Regions from separate parts of the Sus scrofa genome. Here all the other regions are linked to region 2. Evidence: chromatin contacts called from public HiChIP or PLAC-seq and promoter capture Hi-C data. All regions are on one chromosome and are shown on one strand. The core of a region is the stretch at or near the end of the contact, and the rest is flanking DNA. Distances in the headings are between cores, read along the strand shown. Region 1 holds the start of CHUK (conserved helix-loop-helix ubiquitous kinase). Region 2 holds the start of NDUFB8 (NADH:ubiquinone oxidoreductase subunit B8). Region 3 holds the start of LOC110256637 (SMC5-SMC6 complex localization factor protein 2).

Evidence for each region. Promoter capture Hi-C pulls out the DNA fragments that hold promoters and counts their contacts. HiChIP or PLAC-seq counts read pairs in DNA pulled down with a chosen protein or histone mark.
Region 1: a contact with region 2 is called in an H3K27ac HiChIP or PLAC-seq map of alveolar macrophages. The contact joins the promoter of CHUK here to the promoter of NDUFB8 in region 2. A contact is called at or near these places in 1 of 5 promoter capture datasets (fetal liver), 1 of 47 Hi-C or Micro-C datasets (heart right ventricle) and 1 of 2 datasets of contacts at active chromatin or transcription factors (alveolar macrophages).
Region 3: a contact with region 2 is called in a promoter capture Hi-C map of liver, with 9 times the contacts expected there. The contact joins the promoter of LOC110256637 here to the promoter of NDUFB8 in region 2. A contact is called at or near these places in 3 of 5 promoter capture datasets (fetal liver and liver) and 1 of 2 datasets of contacts at active chromatin or transcription factors (alveolar macrophages).

What each region holds. Positions count from the first base shown.
Region 1 is chr14:111,349,848-111,353,821 of Sscrofa11.1, reverse strand. It overlaps CHUK (conserved helix-loop-helix ubiquitous kinase), which reads left to right and starts at 2,153. Exons shown (of 18, transcript NM_001114279.1): 1 at 2,153-2,257. The coding sequence starts at 2,153.
Region 2 is chr14:111,630,969-111,634,985 of Sscrofa11.1, reverse strand. NDUFB8 (NADH:ubiquinone oxidoreductase subunit B8) reads left to right here and starts at 1,438. Exons shown (of 5, transcript NM_001144842.2): 1 at 1,438-1,526; 2 at 1,792-1,918. The coding sequence starts at 1,442. It overlaps LOC102158751 (a long non-coding RNA gene), which reads right to left and starts at 1,433. Exons shown (of 2, transcript XR_307758.3): 1 at 1,301-1,433; 2 at 1-1,197.
Region 3 is chr14:111,994,658-111,999,172 of Sscrofa11.1, reverse strand. It overlaps LOC110256637 (SMC5-SMC6 complex localization factor protein 2), which reads right to left and starts at 2,391. Exons shown (of 20, transcript XM_021072667.1): 1 at 2,101-2,391. It also overlaps the pseudogene LOC110256638.

The sequences.
Region 1 (3,974 bases), core at 904-3,403, 280 kb after region 2:
TGGGTTTGATCCCTGGCTTTGTTCAGTGGGTTAGGGATCCGGTGTTGCCATGAGCTTGGTGTAGGTCACAGAGGCAGCTTGGATCTGGCGTTGCTGTGGCTGTGGTGTAGACTGGCAGCTGTAGCTCCGATTTGACCCCTAGCCTGGGAACTTCCATATGCCGCAGGTGTGGCCCTGAAAAGCAAAAAAAGAAAAATAATTGCTCCTAAATATTGGGCACTTATGGCCCAGACATTGTTTTACTTAATCTTCATAAAATATGAGCTAGGTATTATTACCTCCATTTCATTTATTTCTTTTTTGTCTTGGTTGCACCCATGGCATGTGGAAATTCTAGGGATCAAACCAACCGTGCCACAGCAGAAATATGCGCTGCAGCAGTAATGCCACTCGTTCCTAAACCTTTGAGCCACCAGGGAACTCCTTATTACCTACATTTTACACAAGACAAACTGACAGACCTGAAGATTGTGGAGCTTGAAGTCAGTCAGCCAGGATTTTTTTTTTTTTATCTTTTTTTCAATTCAGAAGAAGCCTCAAAAAGTAAACTATGGGAAACAAGCCATTTCCTGCAAAGATGGCCACTTCAGTGTCTTCAGGTCCTCTGCATTCCTTCCTAGCTCTTCCAAGTGAGAATTATGAGATTTTGGCCCCACCTCTGGAAATCAGATACACTCCACTATACACCTAGCAAATAAGGGTTTTGTGCTATTAGAATAATCTGCCACAATCACATGTGTAGTCCTCTAGCTCTAAGGGACATGCTCTTGGAGGAACTATTTGCCACCTCCAAGTCTGATGCTCCAGTTCCATGGCTACCTAGCACATGTGGGAAACTACAACACACACAGATTACTTATGACCTATAGTACAACATGGTTTGTATCATACAGATTTCAACATTCTGTTTGCAGTAGTTAGGGATTCTGGGGATAGTGGACATATGCTGTCAAAGCCCAGCCAGAGCTTTCAAAGCACCCGGCAGCAGTGCTGTGGTGCACATGCTGCATCCACCTTTGTAAGTCTCAACATGCTATGTCTGTTGCTGCACAGTCATGTGTCACAATTGTTAGCTGGAATTCTAAGTAGTCATAGACCGGGGTACACAAATGATGATTCAGGTGCACATAATCTCAGGAGGATCAAATGACTGCTTAACACAGCTGACATATTTTTTCAGAGAATTTGATTCCATGCTGATGTTATACTTGAAGTAATTGAGCTTGGTAAGTTCCATGAAGCTTAGAACAGACTTAAAGCGAAAACGAGATGGTTCCGCTATTCTAAGGCCACCTACCATTTGGAAGCGCTTCTTGTTGCACTAACAGCATCCCCAAGCTTGCCTCTGCATCCCCGCCTGGCGCATCAGAAACAATCCCCACAGTGAGGAACAACCCTGCTGGCAAACCCATAACTGGAGCTGTGCCTGACAGCAAGCTCCGTGAGGCATTTGGGGAAAAGCTTCCGAAGTCAGGAGGAGCATTCTTTACTCTAGAACAGTGTCACATCCTTGAGTTTGGGGTTACAAGCGAGATCCTGGAACCGATGTATAGGAAGTCAAGCAAAAGAAGAGCTGAGCCTGACTGTCGAAGGAAGATGATTAATCATTTTGGGAGGTGGGGGGCGGGGGGAGAACTCTGAAGCCTGGTGCATCAGTGGGCCTGTTAGTGCAGGATTCTTTCTAGTTCTTCAGATTTCACAATATTTAAATCCTTGGTAGCTTTGCCAGTGCCAGCTCAGCGGGTGCTGACGCTGGAGGGCAGATGGCAGAGGTCTGAAGAGAGGTTAAGTGTAAATAGGGGTGGAGACGATGGGAAGTTTAGAAAGATGAATATGGGAGAGACTGGTTTGGAAAGTGATTTAAAAGGAATCTAGGGTTTGGAGAGGTCTTATATTCTTGAACACTGTAAAGACAACTGAGTTCCCTCGCCAGAAAAACGTCCAGGGAATTTACAGCGGGTAGAAAGCACTCCTCTCTCATTTCGCCGGCAGCGTCCCAACAGTCCCCAGAGGACTTGGGGCGGGGCTTTTCCGGCAGCAGTTAACGGAAGTGACGCAGGCCTCTCGCGAGAGGAAAGACGCGCGATCCGCGGCTGCCCGGAACCGGCCTTGGAACTGTGGCGGAACCGAAGGCCGCTTGCCCTCCCGCCCCATGGAGCGGCCCCCGGGGCTGCGGCCGGGCGCGGGCGGGCCCTGGGAGATGCGGGAGCGGCTGGGCACTGGCGGCTTCGGGAACGTCTGCTTGTATCAACATCGGGTGAGGCGGTGCTCGCGGGGGAGCGGCTGTGGGTGTTTGTCAGAGCGCCTGTGGAACACGGTGACTGTCAATATGTGAGGTTGCCGCTGATACCTGGGGCAGTATTGTTGGCCACTGAGCCTGTGTGTGTGTGGGTGAGAGAGAGGGAGAGGGAGAGAAAGGATTTGAGGGCGAGGAGAGATTGCGTTTGTGAATCCGGTGACTGAGTTTGAGGTTGTGTCTGAGGTCTTGGTCAGTGTGTGTGAGAAGGAGCTATTGGGGGAACTTTTGTTATGATTGTCAAGATCTGACAAAGAGTTTTCTGAGTGTGACGGGGGTATGTGTCCCTCTGAATGTAGAGGTAGAGTGTGTGAGGCAGACACACCTCAATCAGGGTGTGTATTGTGGGCACAACAGGGTAAGAAGATGGGGCGGAAGAAGGGGCTGCCTATTGGAATGTGTGTGTTCGTGTATGTGTTTGGAGAACATGTGGCGTCAGTAGGGTCTGGAGTAGACAAGGGTGGTGTCATGGTGGGTCCACAGTTAAGTTTTGGGGCGCATTGGGTAGGCTTTGGAATTGGGATGCTTTCCAGGGTAGGGAACCCTATGAGGATCAGCTGGTGAAAATGATCATGGCTTCGCGAGGGAAGGAGATAGATTGGGGATGAGGTGCTGTAACTGGTGGAAGACAGCTAACATCAGTCTTGGGAATTGTAGTTTGATTTCATTGAAAATGTTTAACCAGCAGCTAATAATCATTTTTGAGCTAACCTTTTGATATACCGATAAAAGCTATGAAACCTTTCCTTAGCTGGATGCACAGATGCACATCCACACAACCTTATGCATTGACATTTAAGGGGGTCTGTGCTCTCCTGAAGGATTTTGATAGACTCTCCTGAAGGACTACGACAGATGTGTAGACTTGGGAATAATAATCCCTGCAGTATAGCTTTTTTTTTGTCACCAAATGGTTATAATAATGTATTAGACATCATGGGTCTGTTTGAAAGGGTTTTTTTGTTTGTTTTTTGTTTTGTTTTTTGTCTTTTTAGGGCTGCACCCATGGCATATGGAGGTTCTCAGGCTAGGGGTCTAATCAGAGCTGTTACTGCCGGCCTAAGTCAGAGCCACAGCAATGTGGGATCTGAGTTGCCTCTGCAAGCTACACCACAGCTCACGGCAATGCTGGATCCTTAATCCACTGAGCGAGGCCAGGGATCGAACCCGCAACCTCATGGTTCCTATTCGGATTTGTTTCCGCTGTGCCACTACGGGAACTCCAAAAGTTAAATAAGATAATAATGTATATAAAGTTAAATAGAATACCTGGCCCATGGTAAGCTCACATGTTAGCTCCTACTGCTGCTGTGTTGTTGCTTTGTCTTCATATTCATCATCATTAATTGATATTCAAAAAGGGAAGGTCAAGGTAAAAGTAGTGATCTCAAAGATTTTTTGTTCTGTGTGGGAGAACATATAGAACAGGATAAACAGTTAAGAGAACATAGAACAGGATAAACAGTTAAGATGTTACAGAAACGGTGTACTTTGGGCTGTGAATTAAGAAGTAGGTTCAAGAGGAGAAATCATGATGTGCTGTCTTAAAGAATATGGGTGTGAGAGAGAGCATACAGTATAGGGTGGGAGGTAGGGTAGATGGGGGTCTACCTGGAAGGACTAGGCTTGTTTGTATGGCAGTTAAAGTGACAAATGTAACTCTTATAACTGGGGAAAT
Region 2 (4,017 bases), core at 189-2,688:
AGCATTGTTCATAATAGCCAAAAAGTTGAAAGAACCCAATGTCCATCAACTAATGAACATATAAACAAAATGTTATATATCCATATAATGGAATATTATTTGGCCATAAAAAGTAATGAAGAAATGAAACATGCTACAACATGAACAAACCCTGAAAACACTAAGTAAAATAAGTCAGACACAAAAAGCCACATATTGTATGATTCCATTTATATAAAATGTCCAGAACAAGCAAGTCCTCAGAGATAAAAGGTAAGTTAGTGGTTGCCAGGGGGTGGAAGAAGGAAGAATACTCTATGTGTATATAGGGTTTCTTTTGGGGGTTGAAAAAAAAGTCTTAGAATTAGAGAGTAGTGGTAATTGTGCAACTTTGTAAACATATTAAAAATCACTTTATTGTCCACTTTAAAGGGATGAATTTTTTGGTATGTGAATTATATATTAATAAAAATAAACAATTTAGACCAACTCTGTTTCTTTACCAAATTAGTCAGAAATTGCTATTGATTGAATACAAATGTCATCCAACCATTCCGAACTTTTAATTAGATGCTCATTTACAAGAGGGCAAGTTGCTGTGAAGCAGTTCTTCCTCCAAATTCATATACCGAATACTACATAACAGTTCTTATTGCGCTGATAAATATGAGAATGTCTTTAATTTTGGGCTCTGCTCCAAATAAAAATCACCCTAAAAGTTCCTGGAAATATCAGCATATTTATACTGTGTAAATTAAATCCCATTTAAGTACATAAAAACATTCATATGCAAACCATAATGCCCCCTATTCTTTTGTTAGGCTAGTGTTTGTTAATTGTGGTTTGGCTTTAAGTGAAAGCCAAGTCCTAGCAAATCTGAGGCAGGTTCAGATGATAGGAAAGGTTGAGGTAAACATGGACTGAAACTGAAGAACCAGTTCGGCGCCGATTTTTGTGTTGCACTGTACATCTAACAGAAGGAGGTAACTAATCTAGAAAGCCGAACAAGAACAAACGAGACCAAGGGCTGAATTTCAATAATGATCATGTTGGGAAATGGAAGGAGAAACGGCCAGTGAAGGAGAGGAAAAAGGCAAGCAGCTAGAGATTAAGGAAGGGTCATTTTACTTGTAGAGCTCCTGGGAAAGGTGGGTCAGCCGTCCACCTGTGATGCCCCGGTTCTGAGTTCCTGTTATCCCTGGATGCCTCTGATTTCAACTGAGGGAGAAAAAGGACACAACAATCTTAAATGTCAAAGCAATGGTTGGCTTGTTTTTCTCTCCTTCCTGCCCTCCCTCTCTGCCTCAATCCATCCGCTCACCTTCCCCCGGGCTTCCCAGCACCATTTAAGCCACGCCCTTATGGAACCTTTGAGATGTTTCTCCTTTATCGTGTTTGGCCCAGCTCAGCCGCCGTGACAGGCCTTTGCGCATGTGCGGGGTGAAACTGGAAGAAGGTGAAGATGGCGGCGGCCAAGGCGGGGGTACTGGGAGTACGATGGCTGCAAAGGGCAGCCCGGAAAGTGGTGCCGTTGGGTGCACGTACAGGTCCGCGAGAATCACCGAGGTCTCAGTGTGGGGAGGGGTCGCCTGAGGTTTGGTGTGTCGAATGGAGGGTGCCTATCGTGGATACTGAGGCGGCTGAGTCCGGGCGGGGGCGGAGGTGGAGTTGGTACTTTTAAGAAAAACAGGTAGCGGGTCTGCTGGTCCTCTGAAGTCTCGGGCTTCGACCTCTGCAGCCACTGCACCTCGAAGCCTTCACAGCGGCAGGAGGAATGGGGGCGCTTCTGACTTACCCTCTTTTGCTCTCTAGCCTCCCATGTTACCAAGGACATGTTCCCAGGACCCTATCCCAAGACCCCGGAAGAACGGGCTGCCGCCGCCAAGAAGTATAATATGCGGGTAGAAGACTACGAGCCTTACCCAGATGATGGCATGGGGTGAGACAGGGTCTCCTCGCCCTTGGGCAGTTGTGGAAGAAGGTCGGCTGGGTTGGGTGGCTCTACTCTGACCCTTTTCCCCCGAACCTTCTCTTGATCCCTCAAAGTCAGTGGTGTGGGTGCCTTTCTCTATCTGTCGGGAGGTGGGAGGGGATGGGTGAGCAGCTGCAGCCGAGAGGACTTTAATTTTCTCCTTGGCTCAGGCAGTTTCCTCAAATGAGGAAGCCGAGGTTTTAATAGCTCCCTTGAGGGCCCCTGAATAGCAGGAACCTTCCTTGGCTCCATCCAGAGCGCAAGGTTTCATTTAGATTGAGCATCTGCTGGGCTCAGGTGCTGTCATCCAAGCACTTGACCAGGCTGGAGCTGGACTCCTGTCATGAGAGCTTTATTTATAGATGGAATACGCTACATTTATGTGTATATCTTTTTTTTTTTAACAATATCTTTGCCATAAGGCCGTGGAAATCATAACGACTTTAAAGCAGATTAAATAGCCAATCCCTTACTACAGTTGATAGTATTCCCCTGAACCCCATAATATCCCTATGGTTAATTATCTGAGGTGATTACCAGCACCGTCCTCTTCTGTCCTAGAATCACTCTTTTCAGTCGTGGTTTTAGCAGCTCCTATTCATCTTGTTGTTTTCCAATCACTTTCTGTGACACATATCTAGTTGTCATCATTTCCTATGTATTTTATTGTGCTGTGGAGAAGACTAGCCTCTTGATCAGTCTGTATAAGTTGAACCTGGAATTATTGGGGGGAAAACCCATCTTATCAAGAAATCCCATGAAGTGTTTGAGATATGGAGATGTATGCCAACTCCGTGGTTGAGGAACATAGTTGTAATGAAATGAGTGTTCTTCTTATCTGTATTATTTATTCTGATTAGCTGGGTGAACTTATGTTTAGACTCTAAACTTCAGTTTTATTTTATAATGACGGAAACAGTGATTTCGCACTAAATTTCCTTCCAGTGCTAACATTACAACATTGTGTTCCTTTTGTTCTTTTTATTGAACGAGGTAAGAAAAGCTTATGTAGGGGGTTCCCCTTGTGGCTCAGCAGTAATGAATCTGACTAGCATCCATGTGGATCGAGTTCGGTCCCTGGTCCTGCTCAGTGGGTTAAGGATCGGTGCTGCTGTGAGCTGTGGTGTAGGTCATAGACAAGGCTGGCCTGGGAAATTTCATATGCCACAGGTGCAGCCCCACAAAGCAAAAAAAAAAAAAAAGGCTCATGTACATTAAAATGTTTCAGAGTTTGACATGAATTCTTTTTTTTTTTTTTCCCCAGTCCCTGATTCAATCCATAGTCCAGGAACTTCCATATGCTGTGGATGCAGCAATTTAAAAATAAATAGGAGTTCCCATCATGGCTCAGTGGTTAATGAACCCGACTAGTATTTGTGAGCACCCAGGTTCGATCTCTGGCCTCGCTTATTGGGGTGAGGATCTGGAGTTGCTGTGAGCTGTGGTGTAAGCTGCAGATGCAGCTTGGATCCTACCTGGCTGTGGTTGTGGCTGTGGCCAGCAACTACAAGTCCAATTTGACCCCTAGTCTGGGAACTTCCCTATGCCGTGGCCCTAAAAAAAAAAAAAATAGAAGTTCCTGTCGTGGCGCAATGGTTAACGAATCCGACTAGGAACCATGAGGTTGCGGGTTCGGTCCCTGCCCTTGCTCAGTGGGTTAACGATCCAGCGTTGCCGTGAGCTGTGGTGTAGGTTGCAGATGTGGCTCAGATCTTGTGTTGCTGTGGCTCTGGCGTAGGCTAGTGGCTACAGCTCCGATTCGACCCCTAGCCTGGGAACCTCCATATGCCACAGGAGCGGCCCAAGAAATAGCAAAAAAGACAAAAAAATAAAAAAATAAAGTTTGTGTATATCCTTTTTTTTTGGCTGTGCCTGTGGCATGTGGAAGTTCCTGGGCCAGGGATTGAACCCACACCACAGCAGTAACCCAAGCCACAGCAGTGACAATGCTGAATCCTTACCCACTAGGCCACCAGGTAACTCCTTGACATGAATTCTTTTTTTTTTTCTTTTTGCAGCCACACCTGCAGCATGTGGAAGTTTCCGGGTTAGGGGTTGAATCAGAA
Region 3 (4,515 bases), core at 1,142-3,641, 360 kb before region 2:
TATGGGTGATTTGTCTGGTCTGGAGAGGCAGCTGAAGAGTGTGCTAGGCAAAAGGCAGAAAAGACCAAGTTCTAAGCTTCTACTATACTCTTTATATACTGCAGTTAGATGTTAATCTAAGTGACAGCAAAAATTGGAATGAGTAGTGTTTCAAAATTTTACTAAGAACTCATTTAAAAAACAAAGCATTGCATAGGAAAAACACAAAACACATAAAAGGAAGAAAATTAACAATAACAAAAACCAAATTGCTTTAATATTTAAGGACTGCTGCACCCTACAATAGACACAGTGAAACAGTACCATATTACCCAAATTTGTATCGTGATTTGTTTATGTATTTAAGAAGCTGTCAACTGCATAAAGAGGGATATTGTATGTAGAGCAAAATACCTTTCTGGCAAGTTTTGCTACAGTGTATTCATTTTACTGAAATAAAATAAGTGGTAGATGGGTTTCTCTAAACATTTAAACACTATGAGGTTGGAATGCTCAGAGAAAACTTGAACAATCCAAGTCCCTTGAAGGTTAAGCTTCTGCATCTTGTACACTTTACTGACCACATTAGTACAGCAATGCCCATCTTTAATGGTTTACCGAGAGTCCACAATGTTTGAGATGTAGGCAGAAAATCTAAGTAGCCATGAAATGAATGAGTGACCATCTAAGGAAGAATCTATGCATTTGTTTTCATAAAATGAATTCTATCAGACAAATTTAACTCTACCAGAGAGTAAAAGAAGAAATACTAGAGGTTCTGCAAAGGTGAGAAGGATGATGCCTTCAGCTATTGGTTAAGAAAAGAGATGAGAAAGGATTAAAAAACAGTTAATTAACTCGAAACAAGGTAATACTAAATGTTTTTACATTAACTACCAAAAGGAACACTGTACCTCTTCTTTTCAAGTAATACACCTGAGAGAAAACTGGCTTTGGGTAAAACATACAAGAAATCTGTAAAGTAACCATGAATGTATCTTTCAAGACAGAACAATCCCTTAAATTCATAGGCACAGAAAGATCCATTACTTACTTATAACTAGTTTAAAAAGTACTTGTTAACAGCACACAAACCCTTATCTGAAACTCTAGGGACCAAATGTGTTTAAAAATTTTGAATTTACTGGATTTTAGAAAGGTGGTGGATAGTATTATGTAAAGCCCCCAGGGGGGTCTGAGACTGTACCCTGTAAGCACACACATTAATATTCCCCAGCAAGACTTAAGAATACTCACACTTAATAGGAAAAAGACCATCTCTAGCTTTCCATTAGTTCTGGTCAGGTTTGGCTGCCAAGTTAGATGTGGCGCCAAACTTATCGAAAACTTTCGGTTTTCACGGTTTTCTGGCTTTTGGAATTAAGATAAGGGGTTGTGGACCTATACCACAATTATTATAAGATATATTTGTTGTTAAACTTACGCTACAAGCTTTTAAACTTAAAATAAAAAAGACAGTACCAAGTGCGTAGAGAATTTAAACACGTTTTATTGTCAGAGGATGTCATTTGATGAAACTCTCCATCTCATTACATAGCTCCCACAAAATCTTTACAAAAAAACCTGGCCTCTTGGAAAGGCGTAAAGTTCCTGAAGAAGAAAATATATCACATTCCAAATCTGCATGTTCTTTTAATTAAAACTTATCGTGTATACTAGACTATAAAGCAATTCGTGGAAGGGTTTCCCTCATCACATCTTACATAAGTTTACCCACAACGTAGAAAAGGCTTAAACGATTCAACCACTAGAAGCATTAGAACGGACAACGTACAGAAAACCACTTAAATATGCATTTAGCAGTCAGGGCCCCGGGTCCAGCTAAAGTAAAGGGCAAAAATCACGTTCTACCTAAGGCGGGTTGTCCATCGCCAGCCAGGCTGTGGTCACTAGACCGAGAACAGCGTCCCAACTACAGAAAAGGAGACTCGAACTCCCAGCAGCCACCGCGCGGAGGCGGGGCGAGGGGGTTGCCAGGCCCCGGACGCGGAGGCCTGAGCTCGCGGAGGATGGCGGGAACTGGAAGAGTGGCCGTCCGCAGTCCTCCCTCATACCCTTGCCCCCGCGACCCGGCCCCTTCTCAAGCCCTCTGCACGGTACCTGTCCCCAGGACTCTCTGTTCTCTTTCCCGCTGCAGCAGGGACGGTACTACCGGGTCTCAGATGGCAGCGCGGGGGCGACGACCCTGGGGCTGGGGATGAGGGGAAACCTGGCCTAGCGGGCATGCAGCGCCTTGTCATGTCGGCGCCGCTGGCGACGGCGGCATGAGCTGTGGCTGGAGCAGCTGGGTGCGTGGTTGCCGTCTTGCTGCTGGGTCTCGGGGAGGCTGTCGGAGCAGAGGTGGGCGGCACCCCCTTCTCTCTTCATGGCGGTTCTCTCTCTTCGGAAGTGACTCCGGTGTGAGCGGGAAGGAACCTGAGGACCAACAAGGGGCGGGTTTTACTTGAAGCGTCATATTCTGATTGGCTGGCACGGCGGTCAGTCCAGTAGTGGCGCAATAGAAAGCCTCAGCCTCTCAGGAGAAGGCGGGGCCTCAGGGAGGGGGTGGGGAGAAGAAAAACTGCCCCCCGTCACGTGCATGGGGGTAGTGGTGGGGGCGCCGCGGCGTCCGGGCTGTGTCCGCCCTGGCGGGCGCGCGGGGGCGGGAAGGCGCGGGCTGTCAAGGGCGCTGCGGCAGCTGGCGACACCCGTCTTGAGGAGAGCGAGGGACGAGGTTTGCAGACGTAAAGTGGAGCCCAGCAGCTGCCCTCGATCAGGATGGCCAACAGTTGGGCTTCCTGTGTCGTACAATTGTGCCTCAGAAATCCCCAGCTGTTCATTACATCGTCTAACATCTTAGGCCAAGTACCCTTATGCCGTCACCATTTCCTTGGTGGTCTGCACAGCCCAATCTGAAGACTTGCTCATTGTGTGAAGGTTCTTGTTAAGTGCTGGGGTGGCTCCTTTTCCTCTTTTTTTTTTTAAGAAGGAAAACAAACAAACAAATAAAAACCCACCTCATTGAAATAAAGACTGTTTTTATTCCACAAACGCATTTTGTTTTCAGTTGCTGAAATGAGTTATCCGTAAAGTCTCTGGAGCCAAATTCTTGAAGATTTTTGAAAGGAACACAGGGCCATCTTTCAATCACCCATGTTAAGTGATTGGTGAAAACTGCCAGCAATCTCCAATCCTCCTTTGTAAAGGGTTTGTGCTTTGGAGGCTCTTAGCCAGAGTTTTCCCTACAAACTGAGAGGCTGATCAAAGTATCTCTGAGCCTCAGTTTCCATGTCTATAAAGTGGGCATTCTGCTTTTCTGGGTAATTGTAAACCATAAAAATGATAAGCAATGCAAACTGCACAGCCCAGGGTCTCTCATGTAATAAGTATGGGGCAAATTAGTATTCCTTTTCCTTTGTTCTTTAGACACACTCTCACACTTTGAACTTACTACAAAAATCTTCCAGATAGGTCAGATAGTGTTATAATAACTATTAACCAAAATATCAGTCTCAAGGTTGTTCAAGTCTTAATTGTCAGGCCTGTTCAATCAGTTGGATGGAACACAATCTTAAATGACACAAAAGAATTTAGACACGTCTTTAAAGTTTATTGTACTGAGATTTAACTGCTTTGGTAGCTAAGCATGCTTGAATGACTGGCAGTTCACCTCCTCTCCTTCCCTGTTAGCCCTCAGGAGGAAGAATTAATGAGAAACAAAGTGGCTAACAGGGTGGCAAAGTGGTGGGAGGGAAGAAGGTAAAAGTGAACGGACAGGTTTCTCATTCACCCCCAAAGCATACATACAGACCTATATCCTGGGTTGTGGGGATGAAAAAAAGGAAGTACTGAAATAAGGGACATTTTTTTGCTCCTAATAACAGGTTTCTATACCTAGCATTGTTCCTTACATAAAAAAGAAAATAATAGAATATGTGTTGAATGAACAGTGACTTTTATATTTGTTTATTAAGGGCTTTTTACATGTAGTATTTCCAATCTTTTGTATTATTGCTTTCTGTCGGATGTTACTACACTAGCAAGTTCCTGTTTCTATAGCAGCACATCTACAAAACATTTACTCTGATTCGTTTCATTGCAAGTCCAGTCCATAAAAAAGAGTTATGCATAAAAACACGTTCTGCATGATCAATTAGTTGCTTTTCTTGGATTATAGTATTTGAATCATCCAGCCTCCAAGGTATTGCTTTAAAGTCTGTACGCATGCTACCAAACAATAGTTTTCAAATTTTCTTAATCTGAGCAACAGATTATGAAGTTAAGTGAGGCAAGAAATCCCTTGATCAATAAATGGAGATGGAGTCATAATGAAAACACAATTTAAAAAAATCTCTTCTTAACAGGGAAGTAGTTATCTAAATCCTTAATAAGCATTAAGGCTCTTCTTTGTTTAACTGTGTTTGAAAATAATACAGATTTGAATTGCAGGGCGAAATATGCTTAACATACGGACCAAAACTGCTGGGAGCTGCTAAGGCTCTTCCCCTACCCCCCAAATAGTGTTGGACAGTCTAT